3 separate regions of the Hordeum vulgare genome follow, and all the other regions are linked to region 3. The links are chromatin contacts, called in public Hi-C maps. All regions are on one chromosome and are shown on one strand. Each heading gives the region's core, a stretch centred on a gene start, on an enhancer-like site or on the middle of the called end of the contact. The rest is flanking DNA. Distances are from core to core; before and after follow the strand shown.

Region 1 (2,700 bases), core at 101-2,600, 700 kb before region 3:
ATTAGGAAAACGGAAAAGAAGGAAAAATAAAAAGCAACTAAAAGGTAAAAACAAGAAAAATAAAATAAAAGGAAGGAGTAAAATAAATAGAAAAGAAAGGAGAAAATGAATAACACGGAGAAGTAGACACAATATTCATAGTGACCCGGGTTGTTACTGGTGATTACCTAGTACATGAAGATCTCGGGTTCGACCCATCTCCTGGCGTGTTTTTAATTTTACGGGTTAAAGTCCCAAAAAAGGATACATGGGGCGCCCAACTTGCAACAAAGGGCGTGCACTTCATATGTCTGTTTGCAAAATGACCTGTAACACGCCTCTGAAGCGTCAAATAGAAAGCTCCAGGAGCAATTAGTGGAGGAGTGCTCCTTCAAAAGCCTCCTCAAAGATTACTTAGGGTGGGCAAAAAGGGGAGCTCCTATTCCGCGCATTCGGCATCACGGAAGCCAACTGACACCCGCTGGAACGCCAAGTGGGCCAAGTGGGCCGGCTCATGTGGCGAGCGCTCCACTAGCTCCGACTGATCATTCGACTCGCTCACGCGACTGCTGTTTTGTACTGTCTCGGTTGACCAATTGACTAGTCAACCATTAACTTTAATAATAAAGAACAAAAAATAAAAATAAAAGTCATAAAAATGGAAAAAATGAAAATTTTATGAATTTTCAAAAAGATCAACCAATTTTTATAAAGTCAATCAAATTTTTAAAAAAGTTCGTTTAAATTTTAGAAAAGTTCATTAGTTTTGAAAAAAATCACCAATTTTGGAAAAAAAGTTCATTGAATTCGACAAGAATTCGTCGGGTTTGAAAAAATTTCGCCGATTTTGGAAAAAAGTTCATTGGATGTGAATTTTTTTTAACAAATTTGAAAATAGTTTATCACATTTGAACAAAAATTTCACCTGTTTTGAAAAAAGTTAATCGATTTTGGAGAAATTTCATCGAATGTGAAAAAAGTTCAACGAATTTCAAAACAGTTCATAGAATTTGAACAAAATTTTGAAAAATTTTCATCATTGGAAAAAAAGTACACATCCGATAAAGAATAACAAATTTTAAAAAAAGGAAGAAGAAATAAGAAAACCTGAATAAAACTGTCCCGAAAATGACCAGCGAACCAAGGAAAAGCGGGCTTGGGAATTTCTGGAAGCTACACAGAACAAAAGGATTCTCGCGATTGAAGGTACAAATAAAAACAAAAAAGCAAGTTTTGAAGCACTACAGTTCGAATATCTTGGGACGCACATTTTTAAACGTGAAACGAGAAAGAGAAAAGAGAAGAAGACATACATGGGCCGGCCCAGCTCGCAGCAGCTGTAGGCGCCCGTTGCGAAAATGCCCTATAACGGACGCCTGCAGCAGCGCTAAATATGAAATGCCAGCAAAAAGTGTGCTTTGAATTTTTTTACTGATTAAAAATTGAAAGAAGAAAAAGGCGGCAGGCTCGCAACACACAGGTTCGTTCCATGCTCCAGTTTGCAAAATCTTTATCTTTACCTCTCCCCTAATAATAAAGCGCGCAGTGCTTCTCTCGTCCGTCGTCGGTCATTTTACAGAAAAGCCCTCGCAGTTTCAGTTAATTAACCCGTAGTCCAATATTAAGTGAGAACGAACCGTCTTCTGTCGTTTTGCAGAAAAGTCCTCACAGTTTTAGATAATCAACCTACGGTCCATCTTTTAGTCAGAGTTGAACCGTTTTTTTTTACATTTTACAAAAAACTCCCTGATGTTTCAGGTAATCAACACGCCGTCCCTATTTAAGTCAGCCGAAACGTTTTTTTGTTTTAACAAAAAAACCCCTGACTTTTCAGTTAATCAATCCATGTTTTATCTAAAGCAAAATTATCCATATCTTTTAAACCGTAACTCCGATTTTAACATGTTATATATGAAATTTGATTGAAAAAATGTGTAGAATCTAAATAGGATGTTATTTTTAGCTGTTGAATACTTCTTAAATATATTTTTTTGTGCAAACTTAATCTTTAGTGCACGGTCTTTTTTCTCTCTTTCCGACGACCATACGAATTGCAATAAATATCCATTAAATTAAAACCAAATTAAGAGGAAAGAAAACATCGTTAACCACAGAAGGACACCTTTGGAAAATCTCGTGGGGAGAAACAATATATTTCTCATCTTATTCCGAGTGATTGTACATTCAAACGCGTTTTCGTTGTGTGAGCACTGAGGCCATCTTCGACAACACAAATGCGATGCCATGTAAAAATATATTACGTTCAAAGCGTGTGTTATTTTCTCTTCCGTTGCAACGCACGGGATTTTTTGCTAGTGGGGCTAAACAAAAGATGACGCAGCCCACGTTCAGCTCGAAGCTTCCCTTCTTCTGCTACATTATCAAAACTGAAACAAAAAGAAAACCAATACTAAGCGCACCTATCTGATTAAAAGTGGCTTAAGACTCACTCCATCGACTCCTCTCGAAGTACAAAGTCCAACCAAAACCAATGTTGGCCTTGGTCCCTGATCACACGTTGTACATCGCTTCTTGGAGTACGTCCCGTCAACAGAACACGTACATACGCTGGCTATGTTTCCTTTCTAAAGGCGTTGTTTTTGAAGAACATCATCTATAGTTCGCGTGCTGTTTTTGGGGATGATTAGATTGCTGCTACTACGGGTGATTGATCACTGTAACGAGTCTTTTTTTACCATTTTTTAAATCTTTTTGGCTGTG
Region 2 (2,700 bases), core at 29-2,528, 560 kb after region 3:
TACAAAACAGTTTTTTCTGCGAAGTGTAAAAGACTTTTGCGGGTCGGCTTTATACGGGGTCTGCTAGAGATGCTCTTAGACACCCTGCTCCCTAAAACGAAAGAGACCAAGGCTCAGTAGCGATCAAGATCGCCCTAGTTCAGCCTGGATCCTTTCTTCCTAAGAAAAATGGGAGTAGGGAATGTGAGTCTCAACGATGACAGTGGCGCCGCCGAGAGGAAGAAACAAAACCCTAACTAGAGAGGAACGTGCCGAACTTTCTTTTTTGAGAATTTCATGCCGGACTGGATGTTTTTGAGGCAATCGTATCGAAGCGAAGAGAGCAACTAGTTGGCGAGGGCTCCTTCGGAAACCTCCCAACAACCACTCCCACGTGCCACCACTTGGCACTTTCTCAGCCACCACCACATATCGTACTCTGAGCTTTCTCTTCAGATTTTATTATTTTATTATTTTTTCGCATGCGTTTTCGGCTTTTTAGGTGTGTTTTTTCTAGGGTTTTTCGGTGTTTCGGTTTTCCACCAGTCTTTCTTAGTTTTTGGTCGATTTTTTTTCAAAAAAAGAAATTCTTTTGCATGAAAAATCACGTTTTTTATTTCCGAAAAACACGGGTTTTCTTGCACAAGAGGCACAGATTTGCTTCTGCGAGAGGCACGGTCGTGCCTCTCGAAAACAAAAAAAAACGTGTGTTTTCCTTTCTCGAGAGGCACGGTTTTGCTTCCGCGAGAGGCATAATTTTTCTTCCGCGAGAGGCACGACCGTGCCTTTCGAAAACGAAAAAAAAGTTTTCTGTCTTTTTTCTTTTGCGAGAGGTACGATTTTGCTTTCATGAGAGACATAGATGTACCTTGACGAGAGGCACAACCGTGCCTCTTCAAAACGATTTTGCTTTCGTGAGAGGCATAGATGTGCTTTGATGAGAGACACAGCATTGCCTCTTCGAAATGAAAAATAATGAGTTTTCTGTTTTGTTTTCTTTCACGAGAGAGCCAATTTTCCATTTGGTTTTCTTGTGAAAGAAAAGTTCGTCAAAACAAATCAAGATATGATCTAGTTGTGAAGATCATGACGCACGATTTAATAGATAAAACATTTTAAAAATTCTTATCTACAAAAAAAGAAAAACTATCAGGTTGTCATAAGTGACGGTGCGAGTGATTTTAGAAAGGAGTACTACTTAATTAGTGGTTTCGCGAACTCGCGGTGATATAGCAGTGCTAGTTGGGCCTAACTAAAACGTCCTAGCTGGGCCGGCTCGTGCATAGCAGTGTGCACCAGATCGAGCCCAGTCCAGAGGAAACCCTCCCATTTCAGTCCATCTCCCTTCGCTTCCTCACTTAAACCCCACGCCGCACCCCTCGCCGCCGGCCGCCGCCACGCCCTCACGATGGCTCACCTCCGCCTCCTCCTTTCCCACTCGCGCTGCCATCCACATCCCCACCGCCTCCTCCCGCTCTTCCGCTTCTGCACCTCCAACTCCGGCAACCCCCCACCGCCGCCCATCAAGCCCGTCTCCTACGCCCCGAAGCCGAAGGCCCCACCCGAGGAGGCCCCCTCGCGGGAGACCCCGAGCGCTAGCTCCGAGTGGCAGGACCGGCCACCCAGGAGATTTGACCAGCAGCCGCCGCGGCAGTTTACGCGGGAAGAGGTGCGGTTCGTCAAGGACGCGGGGCCCGCGATCGCGCCGGTGTCGTACCCGAGCAGGGTTGCGCCGCTTCCGGGAGACCGTCCAGCGGAAGAAGGGGCCGGGGAAGTGGCGAATGAGCAGGATCTGCGCGGCGAAGCGGAGCGGATTGAGATGAATGCTGAGCGGACGAGGAGGACCATCTTCGGAGTGCCGGTGGAGGAGGAAACGGTGCCGTACCCAACGCTGATACCCGTTGCGAAGCGGCCGCAGAAGGTCGCCATTGATCTCGTCGATGCACTCCGCGAAATCAAGGTCTGCACTTCTCGTGATTCGGTTCATCGCAGTTCAAATCTCAAAGAAAATCTCGTTATGCTGCGATTGGGTATCATAGCTTTGTGTAATTTGGACATGGTTTCGTAGCACTACGATTTCCACAATGAGAAGAGTAGCTCACTTGAAGTACCATGCTTTTGTTTGTTTAGTCAATGGGAAGGAATGTTGATGAAACAACCATAGTTTAACTGAAATGCGACTGGATGGGATTAAGCCGAATTTGATGCATGTTTTTTTTTTCTGTGACAGTGGGTTCTAGCATACTAGGAAGAATGCCCCTATTTTTTTTAGGGTGTGTCTAGCTCTCATCTAGATGAGACATAACTCCACACCATTGAATTTTATGTGGAGATTCATGAGGATTTTTTTTTATTAATAGAATAGTGTAGGAGTTAGATGCGACTTTGTTAATTCTCATCTAGATTAGAATTAGCAAATCCATTTTGTTTATGCTGCTTTTGGCATCGTGATTGGTTATAACAGTTCTGTTTTACCTGAGTTGATTTGACCTATTATCCTGTTTGGCTAACTGATGTTGCTATAAGCAACAGAAAAGTAGTTTAAAATCTTGTTCTGCTAACAGAAGAAAGAAGAGATACCGAACTGTGTTTCATTTTGCCACATTAGTTAACATCAACACCCTGTATGCAAAGAAGACTATTTTCTCCACAACAGCTTTAAAATAAGTTGAGCATTCTCAAACTGGCATATGATCTTTGTACGTAGATGAAACATTCATT
Region 3 (2,856 bases), core at 207-2,706:
TAGGTTTTGACAAAAAAAATCACGAACAAAAACGGATGAAAAAACGGTGTTTTTTACCTTTTTGAGACGCACGGCCGTGTCTCTCGCGACAGCAAAATCGTGCCTCTCGCGAAAGCAAAACCGTGCATCTCACAGAAAAAAAAAAGCAGAACACGCCTTTTTTTTCCTTTCCGAGAGGCATAGCCGTGCCTCTTGCGATAGAAAAATCATGCCTCTCGTGAAAGCAAAACCGTGTCTCTCGTGGAAAAAAGAGAGGGCAAAAAACACATTTTTTTTCCCTTTTAGAGAGGCACGGCCGTGCCTCTCGTGATAGCAAAATCGTGCCTCTCGCGAAAAAAGAGAGCGAACAACGCGTTTTTCCCCTTTCCGAGAGGCATGGTCGTGCCTCTCGCGATAGCAAAAACCCGTGTCTCTCGCGGAAGCAAAATCATGCCTCTCACGGAAAAAAAGAGAGCAGAAAACTCGTTTTTTTCTCACGATAGTAAAACCGTGCCTTTCACAGAAAAGAAGAAGCAGAAAACACGTTTTTTTTTCCTTTCCGGGAGGCACGGTCGTGCCTCTCGCGATAGCAAAACCGTGTCTCTCGTGGAAGTAAAACCGTACCTCTCACAGGAAAAAAGAGAGCAAAAAACGCGTTTTTTCTATTTCTGAGAGGCACGGCCTGTGAAAAAAACCCGAAAAAAATCACTATAAAAAGCTGAAAACACGTGTGAAAAAAATAAAAAAAACAGAATATGAAGGAAACGCTTAAAATGCGACACGTGGTGGTGGCTGAGGATGCGCCAAGTGGCGACGCGCAGGAGCGATCGCTAACAGGCTCTCGAAAGAGCGCTCGCTAACTAGTTGCTACCGGCAAACCGACCATGTGCTTAATTTTTTTTATACAACACAGGAAAACTCATTGTTTCATGTTTAATTTTCTTTTCTTAAATGCATGAAATTATTTTTTCATATCGATGAATTTTTTCATATACGTAGATTTATTTCTTCAAAATTGGTGAATTTTATTTAAATTCTCTGATTTTTCTCTAAATCGGTTAAAATATTCAAAGTGAGTGTATTATTTTTCAAATTCAGTGATTTTTTCAAACTTGGTGGAAATTTTTACAAATGCGATGAAAGTTCCTCAAAATTCAATAAACTTTTTCCAAGTTTCATTATGTTTCTGAATTGTTTTTTATTTTCTGATTTTTTATATGGGGGAAGTTTTTTTCAAAATTGATAAACTTTTTCATGTTTCTGGACTTTCCAAAATTGCAAACTTTTTTTCCAATTCTTGAACATTTTCAAATTTTGATATTATTTTTATTTTCACGAACTGGTGAATAGTCACGTCCAGGCCAGGCCGAGAGTGGTGCAAATTGTGCGGCCCACAGGGCTCAAAATTCTAGGACGGGGGGTAAAAAAATTAGCTAGGCCTTGTATTAGAAAAAAAAACTATGGACTACTGGACTAGTGGGCCGCTGGGAGTTGCTCCCGCTGGAGCAAGCCAGCGAGGGTCTCGGGCCGTCGGGCGCGATAGTGATCCATCGATCGCTGCTCCCGCTAAGGCCATCATTGCTGAGTTGATATATTTGTTGAGTTGAAGTTTCTTCAAAATTTCATATCAAAATAAAATAACGGACCCATTGAAATTCTGAATTTTCTAAAGCGGCATGATTGTTTTCCATATGCATGTATTGCATATAGAGTTTTGATGACCATTCGTGTGACAGTGGCATCGAAGAAAGAAGTTTTTTCTAAATTAAAACTATTAAAGTCCTATATACGTAGTACTATGATACAACAAAGACTCAATGATTTGGCCACAAATAGCACTTGAGAGTGAAGTGTTGGAGAAGATTGATTACGAGGATATCATTGAAAGCTTCATTTCAGAGAATACTAGAAGAATGAGGATGTTCAAATAAATAGCAACCGGAAGTTGAGTAAGACTTTTTTATTTGTCCAATAGTTATGCAAGACATTATATTACATATGTTATAATTTTTTCTTACGAGATATATATTTACCAGGAGTTGGGTTTTTTTTGTAATTACTCATTAGTTTTTTTGTGAGATAGAGCCCCAATTTTTAGTTTCACAGAGGGCCCCTGATTTTGCCGGCCCGACCCTGCTCACGTCAATCCAGTCTACCGATCCATGTTTGATAGATCAACTAGTTTTAGCATACGGACGAGTCAACTTATCGAACAAAGAAGTGAGACTTCCTATGTGACGCTTGCTACGTCCAACAGCAGCGAGCCGCACAAGGGCGAACGAACCCGAGCCAGACCATTAAGCTGTATCTTGTAGCTGCGTCCAAGGGTGATCTGGCCGGCCCGTTAACATGTTCTAGCTTTGCGGTTTTGGGAACTTTCTAGATTTTAATACTTGGGTTTTTCACGTTTTGGGAATGTTCTAAATGGCCTCTCATATCTTGAATCGCTCATCGGATTGTTCGGGAGCTATTGACTTGGTTATCATTTGATTCCACTTCCCCGCCTTTAGTTGGAAGGTTCCATTTGTCATAAATTACTTGTCAAAGATGGGTTCCTCGAACCGTTTTTTCTATTTCTTTTGGTTTTCAGATTTTATTTATTTCGTTTCGGAACATTTTTCCAAACTCCGGAACAGTTTTTTAAATTCTGGAACGTTTTTTCAAATTCGGGAACATTTTTCAGAATTCCATATTATTTTTTCAAATTCCGAAACATTTTTTCGAATTTCGAAACAATTTCTGGAACATTTTTTCAGAATTCCAGAACATTTTTTCAAACTCCGGAACATTTTTTAAAAACCCATAAATATTTCTAAAATGTTCTGAAACATTGTTTCGAATTCCGAAACATTTTTTATAATTCCGGAACATTGTTTT

What was found. A called contact is a pair of places that touch in the nucleus more often than the background predicts.
Region 1: a contact with region 3 is called in a Hi-C map of leaf, with 3 times the contacts expected there. The contact joins two enhancer-like sites. A contact is called at or near these places in 3 of 6 Hi-C or Micro-C datasets (leaf and seedling).
Region 2: a contact with region 3 is called in a Hi-C map of seedling, with 2.4 times the contacts expected there. The contact joins the promoter of LOC123408416 here to the enhancer-like site in region 3. A contact is called at or near these places in 1 of 6 Hi-C or Micro-C datasets (seedling) and 1 of 1 datasets of contacts at active chromatin or transcription factors (embryo).

What each region holds. Positions count from the first base shown.
Region 1 is chr7H:523,577,146-523,579,845 of MorexV3_pseudomolecules_assembly, reverse strand. No RefSeq gene overlaps it. Among protein-coding and RNA genes, the nearest start is that of LOC123410143, 33 kb to the left of the region's middle. Within about 2 kb of position 1,350, at least 2 of the 3 cell types and tissues checked have open chromatin away from gene starts, as enhancers often do. A contact at or near this core is called in leaf, where this site is marked.
Region 2 is chr7H:522,320,423-522,323,122 of MorexV3_pseudomolecules_assembly, reverse strand. LOC123408416 (50S ribosomal protein L1) reads left to right here and starts at 1,278. Exons shown (of 10, transcript XM_045101530.1): 1 at 1,278-1,939. The coding sequence starts at 1,388.
Region 3 is chr7H:522,878,116-522,880,971 of MorexV3_pseudomolecules_assembly, reverse strand. No RefSeq gene overlaps it. Among protein-coding and RNA genes, the nearest start is that of LOC123412467, 61 kb to the right of the region's middle. Within about 2 kb of position 1,456, at least 2 of the 3 cell types and tissues checked have open chromatin away from gene starts, as enhancers often do. A contact at or near this core is called in leaf and seedling, where this site is marked.